2 separate regions of the Hordeum vulgare genome follow, and region 2 is linked to region 1. Evidence: chromatin contacts called from public Hi-C data. All regions are on one chromosome and are shown on one strand. The core of a region is the stretch at or near the end of the contact, and the rest is flanking DNA. Distances in the headings are between cores, read along the strand shown.

Region 1 (7,183 bases), core at 2,017-4,516:
TTCCCATGCCCTAGTCTTGGCCACCAAAGTTTCGACAAGCGCTGGAATGAAACCATTGATTGCATTAGTAACGAACAGAATAACATGTGTACTCGTACAATAAAATGCATGACCAAAAGAAAATCCGATAAACATAAATAGGCTTCCATCGTATACAGATGTTCACAGAAGATGTTCATATATGCATTTCAGACAAGTACCTGGAATCTTGCTGACAAGAATACGAGCTTTTTCTGCACGTTTGAGATTCAGATGGGCACCTCGGCTGGAGTTATATCTGTTGTCATCCTGCAGAGAGATTTTGAATTTGTGCGTGAGAAGCCAGTCCTAAAACCAGCAGCACTGATTTGCTAAAGTAAATTATTAGCATACCCTGTTATAATCTTCAAGCCAGCTTTCTTCTTCACATGCAGACATCCATTTTTCAACTTTATCTAATATATCTTTTCTGCTCAATGCTTCTTCCTTTGCTTTTCCTATCTGACCTTCCATATCTGCAATTAGTTCTGTTGGTTCTATGTTCCCTGCCTCAATCAGTGCCAACAATTTCATATGGGCAGCTGCGGTGTCTATTACTGTGTGAGCACCGGCATAGATGTCTTCCAACTCAGTTTGCTTCTTGAAAGCAATTTCTTTCATCTTGCTGTATTTTAGCTGGTCCAGCCTTTGAACCTCTGTCTCAGCCTGAACAGGAAAAAAGGCCAAATAGAGCTGAACAAACAATTCATACCAGGGAATAATCCTACCAGAGAATTTCAAACGTAATCTGACCTGTTCAATTAAATCAAGGGCAAGTGCCCCAGGAGCAGTGACTTCATCTACAGATGCTGATCTGTTGCATGTAACATGATCAAACATGCTCCTTTCTTGTGTGGGAGCATCCATGAGATCCCAAAGATCATACAGTTGACCGGCAAGCTCTTGAAGCTGAGAATACCAAATAAGCCATTAATGAGATTGTGCATGTAATAAAATAGGTATGTGCTTCAGATTTTAAGAAATGTGATTTTTGTTTTTACCTTGCTTAGCCTCAATTTTTTATCTTCATGAAGTGTGGCTACTGTCTTGTCAAGTTTTGATAATGTATCATCGCTGATGCTCTTGCAGTTATCAGCAATAGAGTCATCTAGACTGGGATGAACTTCAGTCACGGTACTGAGAAAATCCATCCCCAAGACAGTACATAGATCATGCACCATGCTTACATACTCAAGAACTTTCTCCAACCTATTGCTCTGCAAACCAGTTTTCAAGCGCGTAGAAACTCTTGTTAGCCATTGGGAATCAACGGCGAAGAAATAGTCAAAACATCATAATAAACCATTTTTCTCTTTGACCAGGTAAAAAACAAAAATAAATTAGGGAAGGAGTGGGTATTACCTTCTCTTTCTCAAGCTCCTGGAGTTGGGACCGAAAATCTTCAAGCCTCTCAAGTGTCAAATCATCCTCGTTGACCTGTGGTGTAGCCACCTGCTCACCGACCTCTGTGGTGCCAGCAATCTCACCACATATTTGATCAATTTGTGACTGTACGCTGACAAATTCCCTCTTCCTCTCATTCTTCTTCTTATTCAACTGCTCAAGTGTTGGAGCGATAGCAGCTAGCTGTTGCTTGATTGTCCCTGATGTCTTCTCAGGCTGCATGCATTCATAATTCTTGATTTACTTTCATAATTAAAAAAATGGCTCTAAGATTCAAAGTGTCATTTCACTTCTGAGTTATGACAATCAATATCATGCACATCGAGAGGAAAAGAATGAGGTGGGAACTGCTATTACAGAAAAGCTTTGTTGGTCAGTTCCTAGTTCCACTGAATATGCACTAGAATGTATCATGCATGCACTCCACAAAATTGTCTAGGATGAAAATCAACCAGCAATCCTTAAGCGTTGTGACAATATGAACTTACGGTTCTCGCTACAGCTTTTTCCCCAAGAGCAGAAAGAAGCCTGGCAAGCTCGATCTTCGAGTCATCGAGCGCCTGGATAAGGAGATCCCTAGAGTTGGTGGCCTGATCAACTTTCCTCTTGTAGACATCCAGGCACTCCTGGTCCAGCTGATACAGGACCTTGTCGCGGTCCTCGTCGCTCTCACCAACTTCATCCCACACAAGCTATAGCAGGGAGATTTCATAGAAGAAGCATGTCACCATCAGTTGCACAAAACCAAGTTGACAAACAAAACAAAACAAAAAACCTTGTTGCAGTTTGCAAAGTGCCGCATACCTGTAATTTCTGCAGCAAGGATCCACAGGTAATGCCGCCGGCCATTTCAGAACAACCTGTAAGTAAGGAGCATCGCTTGAGAATAAATCTTGCATACCAAACTAGAACTCTCAACACGAAATGCACTTCTGAACCTGACGACATGAACGCTTAATCGAACCAAACCCGCCCAAACAACCACGTCGGCCCATGGTAGGCACTAAATCTCACATGCACTGCAAGTGTCGCATTCGTGAGCCATATCACTAACTAATGATAAACTTATCCCCAAATTAGCAGCACTCTAATAATTAAAAATAGAGCCTAGATGGCCCTACTGGAGTAGAGCACCCCAATCATGGCCACCAATAATGACATCTGAACGCCTAAACGCTAGGGGATCCCACTTACCGAATCTAATACTGTAGTATATCTGGCCTTAAACCCAGCAATAATCCAAGAACATCCAGGAACCCTAGAATCCGACTCCAAAACACGGAAACCCGAAGGCAGTTGACCGGTCTCGTCTGGCCAAGCAGCTCCAGAAGTTCGCGATCTGAGCAGTCAGCTCTCACGAATCGACCGCCGAAAATAAACAATTTGATTCTCGTATGACTTCGGTCTCAGCACCCAAACCAGAATGCTGCGCCATCACGCAGATGGAGCATGAAGTGGAGATCCCCCACCGGGCACACCTCCCAGCTAAACCCCCGGCACGCAGCGCCGCCATTACGGTCCGCACCCCCAGATCTCCGTCCCCCAGCGACTCCCCTCCAACCCCACCGTGAACGAGGAGGAGAACTGGAGAAGAAGAGAAGGCGAAGCAGAGGAAAAAAAAAGGCTCTCACCAGATCACGCGGCCGGCGCGAGCGGGGACGACGGGCGGCCGCACCGGAGCGCGCAGGATTGAGACGGACGGGGCTTGACCGTAGACTCCTCGAGCCTCGTCGCCGGAGGGGAGCTCGCCGCCGCTGGCGAGGGTTGGGGGAGGGGAGCAAGCAGCGGCGAGAGTGAGCTGAGCTGAGACTGGACCTCGCTGCTGCTGCTCCTGAAGTGGTGATGCTGCCGCGGGACGGGGCGGCCAGCCCAATTAATGGGGGTAGGTGGGCGGCGGTCCCGCCGCCGGATGCGAGCGGTCGGGGCATCGGACGGCCCGGATGGCCCCGGGTGGTGTTTCTTACCGCGGGTGTCGGTGAAAGAACGGTACGGGGGAGAATAATGCGGCCGGTGGGCCCGCGCGGCGCGGAGAGGAGGACGGACGGGCGGCTTGGGGAGCTGTAAATTCCATGCGTGAAATTTTGGTGTCTGGTGCCCTCGGGCGGCGTTATTAACGAAACGAAATGGTGGATTGCTTGTAGTTAAATCAAGGGATTGAGGGTGGCCTTGACCAGTCAGAGTTGTCTCGTTGCGATCCGGGTCTCCGCATTTCCAGCGGTGTTTCAGTGCGGTTTTGGGTTTAGGTATCTCTCTGGCTTCTCCTGTTTGTACCCACGTGATTAACCACGATGCTCCTTCACGTTCGGGAAGGGCTTAGGGGGTGCGGGTTTTTTTTTACAGAATACAATCAAATTCGTTCACCTATACGAGCGTATACTTATTGCTATAAACGCACGCATACCTTACCCCTATGAGCATCTTTAATAGGCTAGAAAACACATCACTGGAAGACCTGAAGTAAATTCAGGAAAATGCAAAGATCAATGTCAAGTATGTGACTTGAACTCTGGTAGACAAGGGATACCACAGTCCTTCTAACCATCCAACCACGGATTGGTTTGCACTGGTACGGTTTTAAGACGAGCATCAGGAGAACGAACGTTTGGAGGCCGAGCTCCATAGAACTCGAAATTTTGAAAAAAATTATAATTTACAATTTTTGATTTGAAAAATCTGAAAAAAATATACAAGTAAAGAAAAATGTTACGTGCATGTGTCTAGATTTTAGGATGAAATACCTAAAGATATGATCTGCATAGAAAACAAATTAATGACCTTGTATGATGAATAGTATCATGTGTTAAAAAGTTTTGGATTTAGTTTTTATATAGACCTTATTTTAACGTATTTTTTCTGAAAATTTATACACATGTGTGTTACGCCCTCACTTATCTCTGTACTTTTTCAAAAAAATGTAAAAATATGAATTTTCATGGATTTTGAATTTCAAATTTAAAGATCACCATAGAGGCCGGGCTCCAAAAGCAATTTTCGAGCATAGGTCGCTAGAAAAAGATTCAGCTTCATCTGATTTGGAGATGAAAGGGTGGGCATGTTTTTTCTGCATCCGATTTTTCTCTCCCTGCGCCCGGTTCCACGCATCATGGGAACTCATCTATCTCGTCTCGCCTCATTTGTGTCATTTCCAACGCCATCCCACAAATGGACACAATATTTGTGTTCGGATGCATTCTCAGATGTCCGCGGATGATGATATAAGAGCCAAACATTCAACACTTTGTTTTAAAGGTCTACCTGCAATACAAGCAAGTTGGGACGTAAGTGCATCTCGAACATTAACCCCAAATCATACATTGTATCCGTTCATAGATTTGTATGGACAATAATGCAGCACGGAACCATCCAACCCTTATAATCACAAAAAAAGGTGCGTGGTTGAGACAAGAGAGAGGAGAGAGAGAAAAAAAAAGATCACATAGTTGTTTTTGTTGGTCAACTAGATGTGGGACTCCGCTTCTGGTTTATCTCCCCTAACAATAAAGCGCGCAGCGCTTCTGTCGTCCGTCGTCGGGCATTTTGTAAAAAAGCCCCTGATGTATTGGGTATTCAATCCGCACTCCTGATTTGAGTGAACAAAAAACGTTTCAGTTTTATTAAAAAAAACACCCCAGCTCACATTATCCACCTCCACCACGGGATCGTCCTCCATCGCGGTATCCTCTCTCCGGCCCCGTCCTCCACCACGGCCACGAGCACGCTACTCTCCGGCCACCTCCTGCCCCGCCCCTCCCCGCCCCGCCTGACCCAGGCGACGGTCGATCCGGTGTTGCGCCGGCCGTCGGGTAAGCTGCCATCGCTCCCCTCGCGCCCGCCAGCCGCCTCGCCAGCGATCCCACAACTCCGCCACGCCCCGCCGTTGGTACCTTCCGAACCTCTGGCCGCTCCGCCGCCTCGCCCCTCTCCCTTCTCATCCTTCTCGATCTCCTCTCACCTCTCTCCCTCTTTCTCCTGGACAGGGACCTCCATGAAGCCGTCGGCCTCAATCTCGCCGGATCCGACCGCCTCCACGACAAATCCGCTAAAAATGGATCCACCCAGGCGAGATCCGCCCGGATCCGACCGGGCCCCACCTTCGTCACCACCGGAGCGCCTCCCGGCTCGATCTGCAGCGTCACCTTCCACCGGCAGCCCTTGGAGAACCTCATTTCTCTGATGTGCTGTTGTTGTCAGGTCGCGTGGATTTTTTTCCAGTTTTGTGGGTATGTGAGTTGGTAAACCAGGTGGTGTTGCTGCTCACTGATCTCTTCCTACTTCCCCAATTTTCCTCAGACCACTTACGCACTTAAAGGGGCTGATTTTCCTGGTAAGTTGTATTTCTTCTGTAATCTGAATATTGGCCATGGATCATCACCAGTAGAAAAATCAACAGCTGCATTTGAATTATAATTATTTGGAAAGTGGCAACTGAGCAAAACCAAAGGCATACTACTTGTATTAATTATGAAGTTAGGAAGATGAAATTACTTTCTGCTTCATAAGTCTTAGGAAACCATACTGAAGTGGATATCAGATAATCTTCACATTGTCTCAACAGAGAGGTCATTGTACATGTTAGCATTCAACATTGCACACCATGCTTAGAGTAAAAGCAGTTTCAAGGATTACATACATAGCAAATTTCTGTGTGTTGTGTGGTGGTGTGAGGGAGGGGGATATAGGGTTATTTACTGAAAGAAACTTAACTGTATCATCTAATATGTCATTTTTTACCACATAGCCAGTTTACATTGAACTGTACTAGCGTATTTGGAGCGTCTAATATGTGCTAATAGTTTCAACACCACTTATCACATAGTTTCTCCTCGTCTGTTCCGTTGATATTGGTACCCTGTTCTTCTGAACCTTGCTGCTTTGGTCGTGGCTAATCTGTTTTGTTGTTGACTTCTGATCTGATTTAGGGATCCATCATGCTCTGGTTGTGATCTGATCTAGGGTCGCGTCTTATCCTTTATATTATTATCATGGTCGTGATGATTTGATTTAAGGTTGTGATGAGAAATGGAGATTATGTTTGGCGCGAATAACGAGCTTTGTTGGTATAGATGCGTGGAGGTGGAGCAGTTCGTTTGGTTTCATTTCTGTTTGTTATGGCGGATTGGTCTGGTCGGTTTAGTTGCTTCAGTGGAGACATGATCCGAACGAGAGATTGATGGTTGTGGTTTTAGTTTGGCTTGGTCTGTTCAGTTCAAGGTGTTTATATTTTTGCGGCGAAAAACAACGGGTTGGAGACAGTTCACAGTCAAAATTCAGCTGTTATTTTTGCTTTTGATCCCGTTCCTTCATACTTGGTCAGACTCGATAAGAATTAGTGGAAGTTGGAAAAAGGTTTGCTAGGTCTATCCGGATATATTTGCTTTCGCCTAGCATCCTATACATGTCAGATCATATGAAAATGATTGTGCCATATTACCATGTTGTAAACTGTGTGGACATGCTCATGGCGGAGGTGATTCTTGAGTGGCTATATTTTGGTGTTTCATTTCAAGATTCCTAGGAAATCGGAGGTGCTTGTTTTGTTTGCATTCTAGATTTAATTTTCCTGGGAGGTACCTTAAATGAACATGGAAGTTTGCTTTTGAAGTGATCTGTTTGAAGGTTCTTTCAAGTAGAGTGAAGATGCTCTTGGATTGTCTCCGCAGAACTACTTTACTGTTGCTGTGTTTTTCTCTGGTGGTATGTCAAGGTGTATTCAAATGCTGGTTACTGTGTTGGAATCTACCAATCCTTTTGATCATTAGTC
Region 2 (7,183 bases), core at 1,251-3,750, 260 kb after region 1:
TGGCTGCAGGCCAGGCAGAATACGCCGAAATCGCTGCTCAAGGGCCTCGCGCCCGCCACCCTCCTCGTGCCATGGATGATCTGGAAACACCGCAACGCTTGCGCCTTCGAAGGGGCCCAGCCTTCCTCGCTGCAACTACTCAGCAACATCAAGGAGGAGGCCACTGCCTGGGCCAACGCGGGCGCCCGTGGACTTAGAGTAGTTCTCCCACAGACCTGGGATGTCCACTAAATTCTATCGATTTTGCTTTGTAACTGGTGCCTCCTAGGAGGACATGTAACCCAAACTCTGCCTCTTCAATGATAAAAACGCAAATGTCATTTGCGCTTTCTCGAAAAAAAAATAAGAATGTCTAAGATAGTGCTGATGGCTGTACTTTAGTTATTTCAGCAATGTTGGATGAACAGCAGATTCAGCTAACAGTGAGCAACATCAGCAAATCTTTCTTCATTGATGAGATGGGAATGGCACATGGTTTAGGTGTTTTCTATACACTGTACTGGGGAGATTCACCAATGAGCTAACAGCACTGTTTTTTGAATTCTACAAGTACCAAGCAATAAAGTAAGGAACAACCAATTTCGACATGGAATTTCAATAGATAGCAGAAAGGAATTTGTGAAGAAACAAACAACTGCACAAGAATGTCAAAAGAGTTGATGAGAAAATAAATTACCTCGTTGCAGCGTCCACTGACTCCAGTTTGACAAATGCAAAACCCTTGCAAATAGGATCACGGGTCTTCTTAGTTCCAGAGTTTGCTGGGTTTATAGTTACCAAGCCAGGAAACCCTTTGAAAGCCAGGTTCAGGTCCTTATGTATGTTCTTCTTTTTCGGGAGGTTCCAAATACGAACATGAACGCCATCATCACTGACATCTGTGACAACGTACAGGAAATTCACCGAGAAAATCAGGCTTATGTTCAACAATAATTTCTTCGAAACCTTCCACAGCAGCTAAATCTCAAAATGAAGTGCCAATGATTTCAAAAGGTTTCCAAAATGCAAAGCTGAGCTATCTACTAAGGAGTGTGGATAACAAAGAAACAAATATAAATTTATTAACTCCAGATATTATTACACCGAGAGCAAAAGATAAATTGGATCATATCGACATTCACTTTCAGGTGTACTGAAACTCCATGAGGTAGTTTCTGAACATGCTTTTGTCACTAGCCTTGGAAGTTGGACTTATAGTGTACAAAGTGTTTGTAGAGATCATGTGTAGTCGTAAGTTACCAATAATAGGTTGGTGTTAGACTTAGACGACCAAGCAACCAAAAACTGTGAGAAACTGAGAATTATTGTTGCTGGTAGGAACTGAGCATTTCTCAACAATCGTTAAAGTTATTCAATGCAAAGCAAAAGAACTTTGCATTTTCTGCCTCACATTTTTATTTAACTAGTTGGCTGCGTTTTTGGCCCTTGTAATACTATACAAAAGTTATTTCTTTTCTTTATGTTTTAAAATGGGAAGTTTCCCACGAGGTGAATTATCTTCCGCGATTTGACTTTTGACGTCGTGTAATTTACTAAATATTCCTGTACTCCCTTCGTTCCTAAATACGGAGTATAAGTCTTTTTAAAAGTTTCACTAGTAGACTACATACGGATGTATATAGACATATTTTAGAGTATAGATTCATTCATTTTGTTCCATATGTAGTCCCTAAGAAAATATCTAAAAAGATTTATATTCCCTCCGTCTCAAAATAAGTGTCTTAAGCTTAGTACAAATTTATACTAAAGCTAATACAAACTTAAGACAGTTATTTCAGGACAGAGAGAGTATTTAGGAAGGGAGGGAGTAGAACATTGTATATTAGCTGCATAAGTATCTGTGTCGTCTTCACAAGAAAAGAAAAATTGATGAAATGTTGCACTGTAGTGTGTTATCCATAATGAATAGTGATAGCAAATTAGCAATGGCATGTTAATTGGTCGATGATTCAAACAATGTCAGCTGATGAGAACGCAGAGGAAGCTCACCTGCGCTGGTTTCTGTGGCCGAGCCGTTGGTTTTGACGCTCTTGGGCGGAGCCGATTTGCTCTTGCGCCCGGCGCCGCCGAGGCCCATCTCCCGGAGAAGCTGCTCTTCAACGTCGGTGGTGTAAGTCTTCCCCACGCCGAAACCGGCCGGCTTGGGCCGGTTCTTGAGAAAGATGTCCTCGTCAACCGCCTCCTCCACGCCGTCGTCGTCGTCCTCATCCGCCTCCTCGTCCTCGTCGTCGTCGAGGGTGGTGGGCACCGGCTCGCGGCTCCGGCGGCCGTATTTCCTCAGGCGAGGGAAGGCGAAGATGACGTGCGACGCGCGCAGCCGGGAGGGCGGCGGCCGCGAGAACGAGAAGGGGGCCGACGCCGCGGCGGCGCAGCACGCGGTCGGCAGCTGTAGCTGTAGCAGTGGCATTTCGTTTTTGTGTTCAGGCCGGACGGACCAGCCATGGCGCGTGGTTTCCTCTTATCACCGCGAGACTTAACCGGCACCGTCCGATCCTTATCGCAAACGAATCGCAGCCTCTGCCTCTGCCTCCGCCTCGCCCCCACGCGCCTGCCGCCTCGCCGCCGGCCATTTTCCGGGCACGTCGCCGTCTCCCCCGCCGTCGGATTCTTATTATGCTTCGCCTTCGCCTCCATCCTTGCCCACGCTTCTCCCCGTCTCCGCCGCCTTTCCACCACGCCCTCCCCCGCCGGTTGGCCGCCTCTCCGCTACCAGAGCTCTCCTTTCCACTCACCGCCACCGCGCTCCGAACCCGGACCCCGCCGCTCCAGGCCGCCGTCAGCCGAGCCGCCCCCGGAGAGGAACGTCGGGGCGTGGATGAGGACGAGGAGGACGTGGACCTGGACAATGCGCTCACCAAGACACGGCGGCTCGTCGAGTGCGCCATGTTCGCGTCCGTTGCTGGTCTCGCCTACTTCCTCAGCAACTCCCTCGCCATCGAGGTCCGCGTCCTTCTTCCACTCCGGCGTGCAATGTTGCTCTGTTTCTTTGGTCTTTCTATAAATCCATTTATTTGACTGTTGATGCATGAAGCTGCTGCCTTCTTTTGCTGATGCAGAATTACTTCAGCTGCTTTTTCCCATTGCCGATAGTCATCTCCTCCTTGAGATGGGGGTTAGGAGCTGGTAGGAAAACTATGGTGAGTCTGATCAAATGGTTCACGTGGCATTGTATATAGCTTTCATGTATTTTAGTTTAGTTTAGTTCATTTATGGCATTGCCTCGTCAGGTGGCTACTGTTCTACTGCTCTTCACATTGTCTGGCCCTGTCAAAGCATCCACTTATCTGGTAAGTATCTCCTGTGTGGCAAATGATTCATATCATAGTTGTGCCAATGGCATGTGTTTGGTTCAGAACATTTAAATTTGGCAACTCACATATTTACCTTGAAACTAACTGATGTTGGTGCTGCAATCGGGTGTTGAATCAGGGGCTTCAACTTCAAGATCATTGGTATTGAAACGAATAATGGCTCCATATCCTGGAACTAAAATCAGCATATCTTAGCACTCAAAGAAATCAATATTCCGAGTGAAAAAATTGTATAAGTAGAGATGGCAAGCTGCAACAGTAAGGGTTAACAACTTAGCATTCATCAATCATCGAACAACAGTATTTTATTTATTTATTTTAGTACTCCCTCCGATCCATATTAATTGTCTATGGATCGGAGGGGGTACTTAAGTTTTGGTGTTGGTAATTTACCCTTTTTCTCTTAGCTTCTCTGTACATACTGTTCCATTTTATTTCTGTATCTTCTTTGGGACTTGAAAGATTAAAAGAACCCTTCGGTCATTCGTTATGACTCGGGACATTCTTACATTTCTTGGGCTTGTTTTCCTGCAGCTTATGCATGGGATAGTTGGTCTAGCCATGGGTACTATGTGGAGGTGAGGAAAGGTGAAGCTTTCGCTTTTAGTGTTGGTATATATGTCACTAAAAGTTAATGATAGATTTGCTTCAGAGGTGCATATATGCAGCTGTTACTTCCAACCGATTTTTATTGACTTTGAGTAACCGTAACATTTTTCCCCTGCTCTGTCATCAGGTTGGAGACCGATTGGATTGCTTCCATCATAATCTGCTCAATTGTAAGTATCTTCTCTCAATTGGTATTTCATATCTATAGATGTATTGCTGATGACATATGGACTACACATAGCCTCGTAGCTTTGGATCGGAACTCGACAACATTACCTTGTGAAAGATTCTATATAGAGTTAGGCCATTGATATTTTCGTAATGTTTGACATAACTATGTAGTTTCTATTTGAAAATATGAATAAAATTGTCTAGTTCATGATTTTAATAGTTGCAAATCTCTGTGTTCTTTCTTGTACACCTGTTAGATATCCTTTGGAAGAATTTTCTTTGCTTGCACAATAGAGGGTTACCTTTGTGCTAGTCCTTATCAAAAAATTACCAAGCAAATTATATCCAGTACCAAACAAGCTTATGTTCTTTTTGTTATTTCTAACATAGGATGTAGCAAACTGCAATTGATATCTCTTCTGGCAAGCAACGCATTGCCAGTTGGTATTTCTTCTTAACTTCACATGATGTCTAATATGACTAGACGAAACTTCCTCGTCACAGGAGTACAGAGGTGGGAAAGAGTCGAGAGACAATAGAGGCTGGTGCATAAGCTCATGTCCGTGAGGAGAGTGAGGGTAGTTCATAGGTCCACATCTGAATTCAGAATCATTGGGTAGAAATAAATAAACAGCCTGTTTTGCTAATAAGAAACTTCAAGATCATTCGGTAAGAAATAGATACTAAGATCTAGATTGACTTAAAACTAAATCCATATCAAAAATTTCGCCCAGTGATCATGTAACACCCCCTTTCCGGTGTGATTGCCGACGTGAGGTCTCTCTTAGTTCTTCTGACTTGGGGAAGAAGCAGAATGAGAACAAGTGGGAAGTATGAGGAGAATTTAGAGCTTTATTCCTCAATTCGGACTTAGTTGTTTCTGCATAACAAACAGGCTAATATAGGCAACAGCCCAACACATGCTACACCGCCCCACTGGCCCCCACTTTTCAGAACTTAACACCCCCTCCCCCCTTTCCGCACCACACGGTACATAGCTGACACAACGGTGGCACGCTACCATGTCTAAGGGCGGCGGCGTGCATGACGTATCCTTTCCAGCTGACATTTCTGCTACTCCTATTTTTAGTCCTTAAATTGAATTTCAGCTGACAGTTTGCTTTGCAGATCCGTGCGGTGGGAGCTTGTGGATACGTGTTACTGTCATCGTTCCTGATACGAGAAAATATTCTTCAATTGGTATGTCTATTCAACTCTATTCAGTGATTCTTCAGTTGAGAAAATATTCTTCAATTTAATTCACTAACTACTAATCATTTCAGATAACCGTTAACGTGCATGCCTCCTTAACGTACATTCTGGCGGCAGCTGGTGTGAATGCAATTCCATCCATGGATGCAATATATGTGATCTTTGGGACACTGGTAATTTGGTAATTTTTAATCGGCCAAATTATACTTATAGCATGAGCCAGCTCAGAAAGTAACTTCCCTGTCTTTGGCAGCTTCTACTTAACTGTGGATTCTTTGTCTTCGTACTGCATATAATTTACACAATCTTCCTGACCAAGCTTGGAATCAAGCCTTCGCTGAAACCTCCACGATGGCTGGGCAAAGCAACTTTTAGTTGATAGGTAGAATGCCACCATACTCATTTGTAGTTGAAGGTTCGCCCCCTGACTGAACTTGCAGCATTTTAGTGTTACGAATGCTCCCCCATTCCCCGCAGCATGCCGACATGGCAATTGTGGCCTTTGTAATATGAGCATTATTATTCGGCTTCCTGGTGCATGATTGTGGTTTTCCCGACAAGGTTTTTGGTGATTGCGATCCATTTTTGGTGGAATTGACTGGTCGGTAAGTGTTGTACAACTTTTGGACTTTATATTGTCCAAGTACGTCTTTCTTTTTAAGAAAAAGTTCAAGTTTTTACATTCTGTTAACCTTTTCCTTAACTATATATTTTAATTTTTTGGGGCATTACTCCCTCCATCTCAAAATGTAAGTCCTATTCGTTTTGTCCAAACTCAAACTTTCTCAAGTTTCATTTCCGGCATTCCATTAACCTTTTCACGAGCTCTTTGTGAAGACAATGCCTTGTTTTACATCCTTTTCCATGCCTTCCAGGCAAGGAATAATGCTTAGCGACATGGTTTATACATGATCTTTTTTTTGCAAGCACCAAAGAGGTATGGCAGAGTTTAGGGCAACAACAAAGCGGATCATCAAATGGACGGCACCAAATGTCCATGAACACGTCCGAACGTGTTCATGGATAGCAGGCTGGGCACCGGCCATCCAACCATAGGCACCAAATATCTGCCCACTCAATTTTTTTCCTATGTCAGGAGTACTAAAACTAATTAAAGATAAATAGCATAATTCTTCAAAAAGTTGAAATATAAATAAATATAACAATCCAAACAAAAAATTTTAAAATGAGATAGTCCAAATTCGAATTCAACTTATCCGGACACATGTTCTAGTTGTCCATATGAAACGTGCAGATGCTCAATCAGATGAGACTGGCATGTCAAAGAATAGGAGGGTTAGATCTTCCACTGCTCACGATTCGGATTCAGATTGAAAAGATGAAGTGATATGATCCTGTCTTTTGTAACATTATTATAAGTTTGTCTCTTTTGTACCCCAGTTCTCAAAATTTCTTTATGATTTATGTATACCGTCGAACAAGAAAACTGGAGGCTGGATGTATTAGTGATATGTCAATAGCTCCAGTTTTCCATGACCAGGGTTATATTTCATCAGTTATCTAAGAAATACAATACACATGTATGACCAAGTATTATTGCTGCAATTATGCTTCAGTGTTGGGCATTTCACCTTCCTTGTTTATCCCTGGCATTCCCCTGATCGCATCAAAGCCTTTTCACAATGGCATAAAAGGTAATTCGTCAAGAACTGCGTGGTCTCTTTTCAGCTACGGCAAAAATGTACTCCCTCCGTAAACTAATATAAAAGCGTTTAGATCACTAAAGTAGTGATCTAAACACTCTTATACTGTAGCAGTTTACAGATGGAGTACTGTTATAGTTCAGCATAAAACCGATTAGCCACATCATCATGTTTGTCACGTGACTGGAGAGAGATTATTCATCAGAAGACACTGTA

The links. Hi-C and Micro-C count contacts between places; a contact is called where the count stands out from the background.
Region 2: a Hi-C map of seedling shows a contact between it and region 1, with 4 times the contacts expected there. The contact joins the promoter of LOC123413493 here to the promoter of LOC123413457 in region 1. A contact is called at or near these places in 2 of 6 Hi-C or Micro-C datasets (leaf and seedling) and 1 of 1 datasets of contacts at active chromatin or transcription factors (embryo).

Annotation. Positions count from the first base shown.
Region 1 is chr7H:139,699,436-139,706,618 of MorexV3_pseudomolecules_assembly, forward strand. It overlaps LOC123413457 (65-kDa microtubule-associated protein 1-like), which reads right to left and starts at 3,267. Exons shown (of 9, transcript XM_045106394.1): 1 at 3,054-3,267; 2 at 2,227-2,282; 3 at 1,911-2,114; 4 at 1,381-1,638; 5 at 1,020-1,235; 6 at 373-927; 7 at 201-288; 8 at 1-41. The coding sequence starts at 2,271. LOC123411409 (a long non-coding RNA gene) reads left to right here and starts at 5,649. Exons shown (of 2, transcript XR_006613259.1): 1 at 5,649-5,746.
Region 2 is chr7H:139,959,657-139,966,839 of MorexV3_pseudomolecules_assembly, forward strand. It overlaps LOC123413493, which reads left to right and starts at 2,501. Exons shown (of 8, transcript XM_045106433.1): 1 at 2,501-2,940; 2 at 3,057-3,137; 3 at 3,228-3,287; 4 at 3,846-3,889; 5 at 4,048-4,090; 6 at 5,220-5,291; 7 at 5,375-5,476; 8 at 5,557-5,983. The coding sequence starts at 2,614. The coding sequence ends at 5,682. LOC123413491 reads right to left here and starts at 2,425. Exons shown (of 3, transcript XM_045106430.1): 1 at 1,990-2,425; 2 at 677-878. The coding sequence starts at 2,407.